Regions from separate parts of the Sus scrofa genome. Here region 1 is linked to region 2. Evidence: chromatin contacts called from public HiChIP or PLAC-seq data. All regions are on one chromosome and are shown on one strand. Each heading gives the region's core, a stretch centred on a gene start, on an enhancer-like site or on the middle of the called end of the contact. The rest is flanking DNA. Distances are from core to core; before and after follow the strand shown.

The links. HiChIP or PLAC-seq counts read pairs in DNA pulled down with a chosen protein or histone mark.
Region 1: an H3K27ac HiChIP or PLAC-seq map of skeletal muscle shows a contact between it and region 2, with 3 times the contacts expected there. The contact joins the promoter of CDC23 here to the promoter of HNRNPA0 in region 2. A contact is called at or near these places in 1 of 47 Hi-C or Micro-C datasets (heart right ventricle) and 1 of 2 datasets of contacts at active chromatin or transcription factors (skeletal muscle).

The regions. Positions count from the first base shown.
Region 1 is chr2:140,229,460-140,236,790 of Sscrofa11.1, reverse strand. It overlaps CDC23 (cell division cycle 23), which reads left to right and starts at 6,016. Exons shown (of 16, transcript NM_001267826.1): 1 at 6,016-6,180; 2 at 6,268-6,340. The coding sequence starts at 6,029.
Region 2 is chr2:139,779,944-139,786,843 of Sscrofa11.1, reverse strand. HNRNPA0 (heterogeneous nuclear ribonucleoprotein A0) reads left to right here and starts at 3,828. Exons shown (of 1, transcript XM_003123970.5): 1 at 3,828-6,900. The coding sequence starts at 4,500. The coding sequence ends at 5,408. All of the region lies in intron 1 of KLHL3 (kelch-like protein 3), which reads left to right.

The sequences.
Region 1 (7,331 bases), core at 4,767-7,266, 450 kb before region 2:
AATATCTTTGTTGGGAAGAAAACTTACCCTACCAGAGAAAGAGGAAGGAAAGGAGGGAGGAAGGGAAAGAGTTTATTACTGGGTACTTTGTGTATCATTTCCTCTGGTCCTTAGAGCAGCCCTTTGTGCTCAGTGACAGACCATCTGTATTAGCACCCTCATTTCACATATGAAGAGGTTTAGTGACTAGCCACTGCTGGTAGGTCTTTCTGATTCCAAAGTTCAGGTCTTTTTCCATTATACTACAAAGTTCTTCTATCGGAGAATAAATGATTTTTAAATAATAATAAAAATACAGGGCATTCCTGTCATAGCACAGCGGAAATGAATCTGACTAGTATCCATGAGAAAGCGGGTTTGATCCCTGGCCTCGCTCAGTGGGTCAGCCATCTGGCATTGCCGTGAGCTGTGGTGTAGGTCACAGACACGGCTCGGATCTCTCATTGCTGTTGCTGTGGCTGTGGTGTAGGCCAGCAGCTGTATCTCCGATTTGACCCCTAGCCTGGGGTTCTCCACATGCCAAGGGTGCGGGCCTGAGTTGTTTATATATATATATATATATGTATATATATATGTATATATAAAAACAACTCCTATTTATTGACTTCCAACCATATGCCAAGGTCTGTGCCAAAGATTTCACATAAATGATTATCTCATTTAACCCTTGTGCAAATATCGTCTTATTAAATCTCACCACAACCATTTAAGGTTGGTATTTTTCTTATTATTCCCATTTTATAGATAAGGATACTGAAGTCCATAAGAATTAAGTATCTTGCTCTAGGTTTCATAGCTGTGAAATGGCAGAGTGCAGAAAGAAAAAAAAAATTCTTTAAAAGGAACAGAATAGAGAGTTATGTTGTGGCATAGCAAGTTAAGGATCTGGCATCGTCCCTGCAGCAGCTCTGGTGACTGCTGTGGCTCAGGTTGGATCCCTGGCCTGGCAACTTCCATGTGCTGCCAGTGCAACCTAAATAAATAAGTAAATAAACAGAGCAGAATGAAAGAAAGAATGTACAAAAAAGAAGAAAGGAAAGGAGAAAAGGCAAAGGGAAGAGATGGAAGGAGGAAGCAGACTTTTGCTGGAGGGGCTTCTAAAGAACTGATAATCTCTTTGGTCTTGGCCACAAAAGAGGTGAGGACGGCGACGTCATCATTGGGAAAGTGTCACAGTAATGCATACACACTGTGCCACCTTCAGAAGTCCATCTGTGACAAATGTGGTTACTCGGCCAAGAAGAAGAGAGAGTATGACTGGGGTGCTAAGGCTAAAAGGGAAATACTGTAACTGGTGATGAGGCACCTGAAAAATTATATGTTGCATGTTCTTTAAGGAACAATACCTAAACCCAAGAGGGCAGCTGTTGCAGCATTCGGTTCATCTTGTGGATTTCAGCAATTAGTCATGCAATAAATGTCTGGTTTAAAAAAAAATTGGGGGTGGGAGGCAGTTCCTGTCGTGGTGCAGCGGAAATGAGTCTGACTAGGAACTTGAGGTTGCGGATTTAAACCCTGGCCTCGCTCAGCGGATTAAGGATCTGGTGTTGCCGTGAGCTGTAGTGTAGGTCGCAGAAATAAATAGGTCGCAAAATAAATAAATAAATAAAATAAAAAAGAACTGGTTAAAAAAATAAAGATCTGGTAATGTTCTATTTCTTAATCTGAGTAGTGAGTCAAAGTCAAGGTACTCTTCTAGTATTCTTTTTTTTTGGGGGGGGTTTGTCTTTTTAGGGCCGCACCTGAGGCATATGGAGGTTCCCGGCTAGGAGTCAAATCAGAGCTGTAGCCACCGGCCTACACCAGAGCCACAGCAATGCAGAGATCTGAGCCGCGTCTGCGACCTACATCACAGCTCACAGCAGCGCCAGATCCTTAACCTGCTGAGTGGGGCCAGGGATCGAACCCTCAACCTCATGGTTACTAATCAGGTTCTTTACCCACTGAACTACGATGGGAACTCCTCTTTTAGTATTCCTTAAATTGTTCTTATGTACTGTATGTTATATATGGGCACACTTATATACTATAAGTTATCATATCTGTTAAATGCAAATTAGTGATCGTATATGTAAAGATCCCAGCAGAGAGTAAGTGTTCAAGAATAGCTTACATGTATCCAGTGCTGAGTCTGTTAACAATTGCTCTAAATATATTACACGAATTATTTCATTCAGTTCTAATCCAACTGAGTAGCAGGAATTATTATTATCTTCATTTTATCAATGAGCGATCTCAAGGAAATAGAATAAATGATATTTCCAAGATCTTGGGAATATGGTAATAGTGGAGTTAGGTTTAAACCTAGGTAATATGGCTTAGAGTCCACAATCTATAGCTCTCCACTCGACTGCCTTAGGATAAAGAACTCATTATTATCAGCATTCTTCCTCTGGAGTGAGAGGAAAGGTAAAAGGAGGCCTAAGGTCAGTTCAGAAATAAAACGCCTTTGAACCAGGCTGACATTGGTGGTGTTGGAAGGTCAAGGAAGCAGAGGTCAGGGGTTCACAAAGTTCTGCATCATTAAAGGTGGTGATTGTGGCTTTCATTTTTTAAAACATTTAACAAATAAGATAATTATTTAAATAGTTTCTGGAAAAAAGGGAACAGTTTTGAGTCTCGACTGAATGAAAGAATGAATGTGAGGTGGTTCCTGGTGGTCAGATGAACATGAAACAGTGTACAGCTGACCCCTGAATAACATGGGGGTTAGGGGTGCCAACCCCTCAGTAGAAAATACAAGTATAACTTTTGCGTTCCTCAATACTTAACTACTAATTACCTACCTTTTTTAATTTTTTTTTTTTAAAGGGCCCCACCTGTGGCGTATGGAGGTCCCCAAGCTAGGAGTCAAATCGGAGCTGCAGCTGCCAGCCTATGCCAGAGCCCCACAGCAGTGCTGTATCCGGGCCATGTCTGTGACTTATACCACAGCTCACAATGATACTGGATCCTTTAACCCACTGAACCAGGCCAGGGATTGAACCCTTGTCCTCATGGGTTTGCAACCTCCTAAGCCACAATAGGAACTCCTAATAACCTACTCTTAACTGACGTTTAACCTGTAACATAAGCAGTCAATTAACAATATTTTGTGTGTTTTAGGCACTATATAGTGTATACTTACAATAAAGTAAACTGGAGAAAAATATTAAGAAAGGAAGAGAAAGAGCTCCCTGGTGGCCCAGAGATTAAGGATCCAATGTTGTTCCTCCTTTGGCTTGGGTTTGATCCCTAGCCTGGGAACTTCCACATGCTGTGTGCGCACCCCCCCCCCAAATAAGAAAGAAAAAGAAAGGAAGAGAAAATACATTTAGAGTACATATATGTATTTATGAAAAAAAATCTGCATGTAAGTGAATCTGCACAGTTCTAACCCACATCATTCAAGGGTCAGCTGTTTTACTCAGTTGAACACTGGAAGCCTCTCTGTTGGTTCTGACTGTTGTAGTGCTTTATTCTGTCACATATACATTAAAAATTTACCCACGATGGATAATAGTTAATGTCTCTAGGCAGGGAGTTCCCATCGTAGCTCAGAGGAAACCAATCTGACTGGACTCCATGAGGACACAGGTTCAATCCCTGGCCTTGCTCAGTGGGTTAAAGATCTGTCATTGACATGAGCTGTGGTGTAGGTTGCAGATGTGGCTTGGATCCTGGGTTGCTGTGGCTGTGGCTTAGTCTGACAGCTGCTGCTCCGATTAGACCCCTAGCCTGGGAACCTCCATATGCTGCGGGTATGGCCCTAAAAAGACAAAAGACAAAACACACACACACACACACACACACACACACACACACACACAAACCCAACCCTGTAAACAGTATATACCACTTGAAGTTCTGAAAGGATAAATTAAAAATATAACTCCTGAGTTAAGAAACACAGATCATCTTCTCTCTAAATAGTTTTTTTGATAGTCAAGATGTATCTTATTTCATTTATTTACTTATTTAATTTTTTTTTTCACTCATCTTTTTGGCTACGCCAGCAGCATATGGAAATTCCTGGGCCAGGGATGGAATCTGAGCTGCAGCTGAGACCTATACCAGAGCTATGGAGACACGAGATCCTTAACACGGGAACTCTTAGATGTATCTCATTTTATGTTTTTTTTTTTGGCTGCCCCACAGCATATGGAAGTTTCCTGGTGAGGGATCAGATTCCAGGGGGCAGTTGCTGCCTATGCCACAACTGTGGCAATGCTGGATTCTTAACCCACTGTGCCAGGCTGGGGATCAAACCTGGGTTCTGGTGCTCCAGAGACACTGCTGATCCGGTTGAGCCACAAAAGCTACTTTATAGCTGATATGAGTGCTGAATAATTTTTTTCTTTTTTTAAATTTATTTTTATTTTATGTTGGAGTGTAGTTGATTTACAATGTTGTGGTAGTTTCAGGTAAACAGCAAAGTTATACATATACAACATTTATTCTTTTTCAGATTCTTTCCCCATGTAGATTATTACAGAATATTGAGTAGAGTTCCCTGTGCTGTACAGTATGTCCTTGTTGATTATTTTATTTTTGGCTGCACCTGCAGCATGCCAAGGATGCCAAATTCTCAGACCAGGGATCCAACTCATGCCACAGGAATGACAATGCAGGATCCTTAACCAACAGGCCACTTGGGAACTCCAGTTAGCAATTTGATATATAGCAATGTGTGTATGTTAACCCCAAACTCCTAATTTATCCTACCCCCTTTAAATTATAAGTTTAAAACAAATATAAAATGTGTATCACTTGTGAAACAGGAAAAAAATTAGTATTTTGCCTTCATATACTGCATAGTATGGTGCAATAAAGTTGACTTTATGAAACAATCTTTAATAATAGATGTTAATCTAAACAACATTCTTTACCTAAAATCACTTCTATTTAACACCCAAAGAATGACAAAAGTGGCTTAAAACGTTCCCAGGGATACTATGAAAGGGTGAAAAACAACACAAGATTAAAAATGTTTATGTAATGTTTAAGAACCATGGGTTTTTGAGTCAGAGCTGGGTTATAATCTAGATGCTCTCCTTGGGAAAATGATCTGAACTCTCTAAACTTTCAATTCTTTCATCTGTAAAATTGCGGGAGTACCCGTCGTGGCACAGTGGAAACGAATCCGAATAGGAACTATGAGGTTGTGTGTTCGCTCCCTGGCCTCGCTCAGTGGGTTAAGGATCCGGTGATGCCTTCCCTGAGCTGTGGTGTAGATTGCAGAGGTGGCTCGGATCTGGCGTTGCTGGGACTGTGATGTAGGCTGGCAGCTGCAGCTCCAATTCTACCCCTAGCCTGGGAACCTCCATATGCAGCGAGTGCGGCCCTAAAAAGCCAAACAAAACAAAACAAAACAAAAACAAAACAAAAAACCCAAACCGAAAACCAAACCAAAACAAAAAACCCCAAAAAACAAACAATTGGGATGATACAATATCATAAGTCTGTTTTAATGGTCAAACCAGATTTTGTAGAAGTACAGAACCTGTCACAAGGTAAACCCTCAATACATGTTAGTTATCTTCCCCACTTCTGGGTTAAGGAAGAGGGTGGATAAAGAGGAAGAAGTCTCCACCTGCGGCCTACTTCCTTAAGGAAAAATCTGTAGGCTACCAGTTATCTTTGCTAGATACATACATCACTTTGCATGCCCACTAAGTACATTCCATCTTTCGTTCAGTCACGTCACTCTTAAGGTGCAGGGCTCTGTCCTTTCTGCACTTTCTTGGCCCCTACTCCCAAACCGCGCTTCCCAGTCCACTTTTCCTAGTCACTCATTCCTTTCTGCCCCGCCTAGAAATCCTGGCTTTCACCCCTCTTTCTTGATCTGACTTTCCCGCCCTAGAAGTTCTTGGCCAATCGGAGAATAAATTTGTCTCATCTCTCCAGGCCTCTTAGAGAGGCTAGGAGGAGGGCGACTTGTGATTGGTCTCTCCGGAGCCAGAGTTCGCCAATAACGTGCGGACTTTTTGGTGAACCGGGGCAGCTAGTATTGTCGCTGGTGATTGGCTGGAGTGGCTGAAACCCAAAAATGGCTGCGAGCCCCTCTGTAGTCCCAGTGACTGCTGTAATGCCGGTCCTGTCATCGAGTGGCGATTTCTCAAATTTGCGAGAAATTAAAAAGCAGCTGCTACTTATCGCGGGCCTTACCCGCGAGCGGGGCCTACTGCACAGTAGCAAATGGTGAGAGGTCGGGGTCCGGGGAGGACCGGGCTTGGCATCCTTGGCCTTGGGGAGCTCGAGCTGATTCAATTTGGTTGGATGTTCCAGGTCAGCGGAGTTGGCCTTCTCCCTTCCAGCGTTGCCTCTGTCCGAGCTGCAGCCGCCGCCGCCTATTACAGAGGTAAGGACATCTTAGCGGGTCCTCCCCATCATCAGAAGAGATCCTGAGTGCCTTGTCACCAGTTGGGAACATACTGCCTGGCAGGAATGTTGGGTAGAGGGAATTCAAGCTTTTAAAGAGCTAAGTGTTTTAAGCTATTTTATCTAAATGTTTTAGCTAAGCTTTAAAGACTTAGTAGTGTCCTTAGTTAAGCTGGAGAGAGTTAGTAAACAATCCTTGCTTAAGATTCCAGCCTTTTAGGTTTCAGAGCCCAACAAGGAGAAGAATCAGAGGTTTTTACAACAGTGCGAAACCAGCTTTGGATTCAGACAGCTCTAGGTTCAAATATCAGCCATAGTAGTAACTTTTGACAACTTACTAACCTCCTGAGACAAAGATACCTTATCTGTGAAATGCAGATAATAGTATTTACTTTACAGGGATATTGAGAGATTTAAATGAGGAATACATTTTAGGTACTATATACAGCATACGTTTACATAGTCTCAATAGTCTGAAAGATTTTCATCATAATCCATTTTGTTTTTCCTGAAGCTGCCGTTTTTTTGACACACCCTTTACACGTAAAAACAAGAAATATTTAATCCAAAAGGTATTTGGAGGTCAGAGGGGCAGGAGAAGAAATAAGCAAATGATGAATAGGTGTGAAAAGGGCCACTAGAATCCTAAGCTGAAATGGCCATATTTAGGACACATGATCATCCAGTGACAAAAACATTGGATACATTTTGGTTCCAGTTTCATGCTGGTAATACATGCGCAAGGAGGATGAGGAGAATGAAATTATTAAAATTTTGATCAGCTTATCCCTAGAATTCATGGGGATTGTATGTTTTTACCTTAAATGTGCATCATTTCATTTTTTTTTTAAATAGAGAATTTGCTTTTGCAATACTAACATGTTAAAACTTTATCCAAGTACAAAAATTATAAGTAACTGCACAATATATTGTATTTTTGTGGAAATTTAAAAGCCTAGAGAAGGAAGGGA
Region 2 (6,900 bases), core at 2,579-5,078:
TTTTTTTGTCTTTTTAGGGCCACACCCATGGCATGTGGAGGTTCCCAGGCTAGGGGTCAAATCGAAGCTATAGCTGCCAGCCTACACCACGGCTCACAGCAATGCCAGATCCTTAACCCACTGAGTGAGGCCAGGGATCGAACCTGCATCCTCATGCATACTGGTTGGATTCATTTGTACCTCATGACAAATGGCAGAGTGCCCTTTTGGAAGATACCTTGAGTAAATAAAAATGGAACATGTATTGGTTTGCTAGGACTGCCATAACAAAATAACAAAGAATAGGTAGTTTAAACAACAGAAATTAATTTTATCCCAATTTTGAAGGCTGGAGGTTCAAGATCAAGGTGTTAGCGGGCTTGAGTTGTTCTGATACCTTCTCCTTGGCTTGCAGATGACCACCTTCTTGCTGCCCTTCACATCGTCATTCCTTTGTGCATGTACATATGCCCTTGGTGTCCCTTCTTCTTTGTTTGTTTGTTTGTTTTGGTTGTGCCCACAGAATGCAGAAGTTCCCAGGCCAGGGATCAAAGTCATGCCATAGCAGTGACAATGGGTCCTTAAGCCGCTGAGCCACTAGGGAACTTGCTCTTCCTCTCATAAGGACACTAAAACAGTGCTGGATTACGGCTGTATCCTATGGGCCTCATTTTAAATTAATCACCTCTTTAAAGACCTTATCTTCAATTATAGTTCTATTCACAAGTACTGGGGGCTAAGGCTTCAAAGTATGGATTTGGGGTGGGGGAGGATAGAGACATAATTCAGGCCATAACAGAACTCTAACTACAAAAAAGAAACTCTTGAGTATAATAAAAAGTTGACTTAAAAAAAAAAAAAAAGGCCGAGTTGTTACTGTCTGAAAATATAGCTGGCCAGTTTCCCCTTTCTTCCTCAGCTCATTCTTTTCTTTTCTCTAGTTTTCTTTTTCTAGGTATAATTAGATAGAGTAAAATATGTCCTAACCACCATATTCAATTAGGTTTTTCTAATAAAGCTTGTAGGAGGAATGGAAAGCAAAGGCTGTCTAAATTTCAGTTCTGTTTTTAAACATTTTTGTTTTGGATGGCTGAGATACCTGTAAGCAGGTAAAGCCAAGAAGCATACTCAGGCAGTGATCTAAAAGGTCAAGCAGGAAAAAAAATTTTCTCCCTGAATGATCTGAGGGGTAGGAAGTTGACAGAATCATTTAAGTGTTTATAAAACATTCCTTATTCATGGTCCCTATCTTAACCCATCTAATTTACAAAAAGAATCTAACATCCTACTTACCTTGCATTTATCCCAGCTTTCTAAATGTCTCTCAGATGTGCTTGTGTTGTCTCCTGTCATTGCTACCCTGTTCCTGTATGTAAGCTTGTGCTAGACACATGCGGCTATGAAGTTTTCCTAGTCAATAGCAAGCCAGTACTCAATCCTCAGTAATGGGGTGTGAAGGATTATTATTATTATTTTTTAGGGCCACATCTATGCCATATGGAAGTTCCTAGGCTAGGGGTCAAATCGGAGCTACAGCTGCTGGCCTACACCACAGCCACAGCAGCTCGGGATCTGAGCCATATCTGCTGCCTACATCTCAGCGGGAACTTCTGTCTTAAACCAATATAGGAGAAACTGTTACTTCAGAATTTACAGCTTAGATGGAAAAATAAATTATGGTCTTATTCCTTTTCTTTCAGAAATTCATCTTGTACCGCTTTCACATTTCTTTGGATGGTTCTAGAATAAATTTCTCCAGGGAGTTTCTGTCATGGCTCAGTGGTTAATGAACCCAACTAGTATCCATGAAGATTCAAATTCGATCCCTGGCGTCATTCAGTGGGTTAGGGCTCTGGCATTGCTGTGGCTGTGGCGTAGGTCAGTGGTTACAGCTCCAATTAGACCCCTAGCCTGTGAACTTCCATATGCTGCAGGTGTGGACCCAAAAAAACAATAAAGAAATAAATAAATTTCTCCAGGTCCAGTCTCTCATCTGAGTTATATAGTCTTGGGCATCCCCCAAAATAGTGCCCCATCAATATCCCAGCCACAGCAAAGCCAGATCTGAGCCACATGTGTGACCTGTGTTGCAGCCTGATCCTTAACCCACTAAGCGAGACCAGGGATCAAAGTGGCATCCTCGCAGACAGTATGCTGGGTTCTTAACCCAACTGAGCCACAGTGGGAACTCCGGAATGCTTCTATTTTCCTTTTTTTTTTTTTAATCATCAATCAGTTAGCAAATCCTGACATAATCTGAATTGTGTTTTGTAATGATAGTTTCTTATTATCTTTCTCTTTTATTTTTTTCAGTGACACTTACCAATATCTAACATGCTGTATATAATTCTTATTTACTGTCAGCTTCTCCCCACAAGAATGTAAGCTCCCCGAGGAGAGATTTTTGCCTGTTGTTTACTACAGTATTCCCATCATTCGGTATTTATTGGATAAATTGAGCACTTACTATGTGTCAGGCATTATGCTTTGCATTACATGCAGAATCCCATTTAAATTTTACCATACTGGCTAGGTGTTTTATGTTCTGATTTTGAGATATTAAAACTCAATTTAATTTTTAAAAGGTTAGGTGACTTGGCCAAAGTCACACAACTCAGTGGTTAATAGGTGGTAGAACCAGGCTATAGTTTGCCCTCAGACTTTGCAGCCTATCTATATGCCTTTAATAATATTCATATTCTTTAAATTTCAAGACATTCCCTAATATCAAGACCCTCAGCCTATCTTACTTTTCTATCAGAAACCTGATCCAGTTAAACTGCCCCTGGGAGCATATGTATCTTATAACTTTCCTCCAGATTTTGTTGAGATAAACTCCCTATAGAAATCTTATCCAGCCCTTCACTCTGTGATCCAGTGCAACTTGTACCTCTTTTAACAAATCATTCCTGAATACATCCCTTTCCAGGATACAGTAAGGAATTCCTGTTCTTATTAGCCACATGGTTTGGGGTTCTTGATCATATAATTAGTCTTACACTGTGTCCCACTGCTCGTATCTTGTTGGCACACTAAAGGGTCAATAAATGGGAGCCATTCTAACTTTCTTGCATTCCCATCTGAGCCCTGAAGGCAGTTTTCCAGGGTGCATACTTTTACGCAGTGTGCATGTGTTTCTCCCTCCGCTCCCAGTCCCACTGAAAACGTCTTTAAAATGCTAACGATTCAGTTGGGAAGGAAGCACGCAGAGAAGACGTAAACATTAAGATGATGTGTACACTGGGCTAAAATGAACATGTCCGCTGACGGAGGAGTGCGTGAAGGTAGGCTGAGGGGCGTCGCGGGACGGCCTCACGGAGGGCCTCAGGGTGGCGGGGGTCTCGCGCTGCGCCTCGGTAGGAAAGTCTGAAGTGTTTTCGGCCTGCCGCTGTCCTCGGCCTCGGGCTCGCCTTCCCGCAGGGCCACGTGCCAGTGTTTTAGTCTCATCGCGCCTGGGGCCCCTAGAAACGGTTAATAACCGCCTTCCCCAACTAGGCCTCTCCCCTCCATCTTTGTGCGGACGGGAGGGGCGAGGACGCCAGGTGTAGCGGCCAGGCGAAATCGGGCGGGTAAAACCAGGCCCCCAACCCCAACAGTCAAGTTTTCAAAAAGCCCGCGCGTGCCGCCCCAGGTGGCATCCGTTGGGAACAGCCCCCAGCGCGTCCCCGATCAACCCTCCCGCCCCCCACCCGCCGTGGCAGGTCCAAGGCGGGAGGAGGCGTGGGGGTTGCAAGCAAACTCCGCACACGGGGAGCGCGGGGGCCAGCGCGCATTGGGGAGCGCGCCCATCCGGCGGCTGCCGAAAACGGAAGTGAGTGCGAGCGGGTCGCGGTGATTGGCTGAACCGACACGTCTCTCAAGGGGCTGGCGCGAACGCCACTGCGGAGTTGGGCGAGGGGATACGGCAAGGGGAGGGGGAAAAATCACTGGGAACAGCCGCGGAGCAGGGAACGAATGAATCACGGACGTTCGCGAAGGGCAGCGAGAGTCCGTAGTCAGGGCGCACTGGGGATCCCGAGAGTGAAAGCGGGAGGTAGAGGCGGCGGCGGCAGCAGCACAGGCCGAGGGCTTGAATAGACCGCGGAGGGCGGGGAGTCAGTGATCAAGAGCGGCGCTGCGGTACGGTAGGCGGGACTAATGAGTGCGAGGCGGGGATTGGCGAGCAGCCCTGGGCTGCCGTACGTCGGCGGTGACGCACGCCTCGGGGAGGGTGCGCGCGCGTTCAGCGGCCTCTTTGTGTGGTGCCCAGATAGGGGAGCGGAGGTAGTGGCGGCGGTAGCGGCGGTCTCGGTTGTCTTCCAGTCTCCTCCGCTCGCCCTCTAACCGGCACCTCTCCCCTTCCCTCCCCCTTCCTCTCTTCCTCTTTCCCTTCCCTCCCCTTCTTCCCTTCCCCGTCGGTGGCCGGCGGGGGCGGCTCCAGCAACGGCTGGGCCCAAGCTGTGAAGAGGCCTTAGCCAACGATAACGGCGACGGCGAAACCTCGGAGCTCGCAGGGCGGGGGGAAGGCCCGGGCCGTGGAGATGGAGAATTCCCAGTTGTGTAAGCTGTTCATAGGCGGCCTCAACGTGCAGACGAGTGAGTCGGGCCTGCGCGGCCACTTTGAGGCCTTTGGGACCCTGACAGACTGCGTGGTGGTGGTGAACCCCCAGACCAAGCGCTCCCGTTGCTTCGGCTTCGTGACCTACTCCAATGTGGAGGAGGCCGATGCCGCCATGGCTGCCTCGCCCCATGCCGTGGACGGCAACACGGTGGAGCTGAAGCGGGCGGTGTCCCGGGAGGATTCGGCGCGGCCCGGTGCTCACGCCAAGGTGAAGAAGCTCTTTGTCGGGGGCCTTAAGGGAGACGTGGCCGAGGGCGACCTGATCGAGCACTTCTCGCAGTTTGGCACCGTGGAAAAGGCCGAGATTATTGCCGACAAGCAGTCGGGCAAGAAGCGGGGCTTCGGCTTCGTCTATTTTCAGAATCACGACGCGGCAGATAAGGCCGCGGTGGTGAAGTTCCATCCGATCCAGGGCCATCGCGTGGAGGTGAAAAAGGCTGTCCCCAAGGAGGATATCCACTCCGGTGGGGGCGGAGGCGGCTCGCGGTCCTCGCGGGGCGGCCGTGGCGGCCGGGGTCGCGGCGGCGGTCGTGACCAGAACGGCCTGTCTAAGGGCGGTGGCGGCGGTTACAACAGCTACGGGGGTTACGGCGGCGGCGGCGGCTACAACGCCTACGGAGGCGGCGGCGGCGGCTCGTCCTACGGTGGAAGCGACTACGGTAACGGCTTCGGCGGCTTCGGCAGCTACAGCCAGCACCAGTCCTCCTATGGGCCCATGAAGAGCGGCGGCGGCGGCGGCGGAGGCAGCAGCTGGGGCGGTCGCAGTAACAGTGGACCTTACAGAGGCGGCTATGGCGGTGGGGGTGGCTATGGAGGCAGCTCCTTCTAAAAAATTTTAAACGTGTGGGAGTGGATATGGGGGTAGCTCTTTCAACCACCCAAGTAGGGTCAACTCCTAAGTTCCTTCCCCTCCCAGCACCTTCCTTATTTTGCCCTTGGTGGGGAGCCACTCGTATGGCTGCTTACCCGTGGGGGTGTTGCCCTATTTGCCTGCCACCTCTCGTCTCTCCCTTTGAAGATGGACTTGGCCCCACATACACATTTTTGTGTTACAGTCATTGATGGACTCTATTTTTTTATTATTACTTGGACCTTGGTCGTTTTTATACTAGCAAAATGTCTTGTTTTAATTTGTGTTTTTTTGGGGGGGAGGGAGTGAACTTGCTGATTCTGTAGCAAAACCTGGGCGGGGGTTGGGGGGGTAGTTTACTTTGTTGTAAGGACTTGATACCTGGCTACAGCGTTTTCTATGAAATCTACTTGGATCCCATGCCCGAAATTTGGAAGCATATGTACAAAAATCATTTTTACGTTTTATTTTTAATAAATCATTGTGTTTGACCGTACATGTCTAACATTTTTTTCCTAGGATCCATTCCGTACCGTTTTAAGGGATGTTGAAAATTTTTCGTGTTAATTCTTAATTCTTGATGTGTACTTAGAGAAACTTTTAAAAGGTCCTGTGGGTTTTTTTTCCTTCCTGTTACACTGCTAGTGACGTGTTGAATTTTATCCCTTACAGGCAAAACTTTTGAAGTGGTGGATGTGGCTTTTTAAAATCTTTAAAGTTTCTCTGCATCCATCTCTTGTACTAAGCGATTTGCTTATCATCTTGACATGGTTGGTTACTTCTTTCTATGAGAATTTACTTCAAAGTATGTACTGTGTAGTTCTAAATAGTTTGTGTTAAGCATGTGTTTTCATTCATATAAACTGTTGAGAATTTTCAGATGGCCTAGATTCATCCCTTTTACTGGTTTGTCTGTAATGAATGGTTACAAATAAGGGTTCTATTTTACCCTCAACTAAATGCATTTTTGTATTTTCAGAGCAGGTTTAAATGTTTTTTTTTTTCCTATAGCTGAAATGTCCTCATGGAAATCCTTCCCCCAACCTTTGTAGCACCATCTACTGGCAGAATGGCAGTATATCTGCAAAACAATTTGTTTAAAAACTTGTTTAACAAGGACAGTTGCATCAGATTTAGAAGTTTTGCCATCGAAGATCTGTGCAGACTTTGGTTATGTATTTACTTGTAACTAAGATGGGCTTTCCAGGAATGTAGTTATCAGTCCATATCACAATTGCCCTTTCTACATGAGATTTGAAAATGTAAACTGCTATGCATAGCTTGGGCAGTGGCCCCAAATTGCTATGACAACTAATGAACCAGCTATGTGTACTGGTATCTTACTTAGGTGCAAGTTGTAAAGCAAAACATCTGTGTATTCTGCTTGGTTAACAAATGTATATTTGTAGCCCTTTCATGCAATAGAATTCAAGTTGTTGTTTATAAAAAGCAAAACAAAACAATGATATAG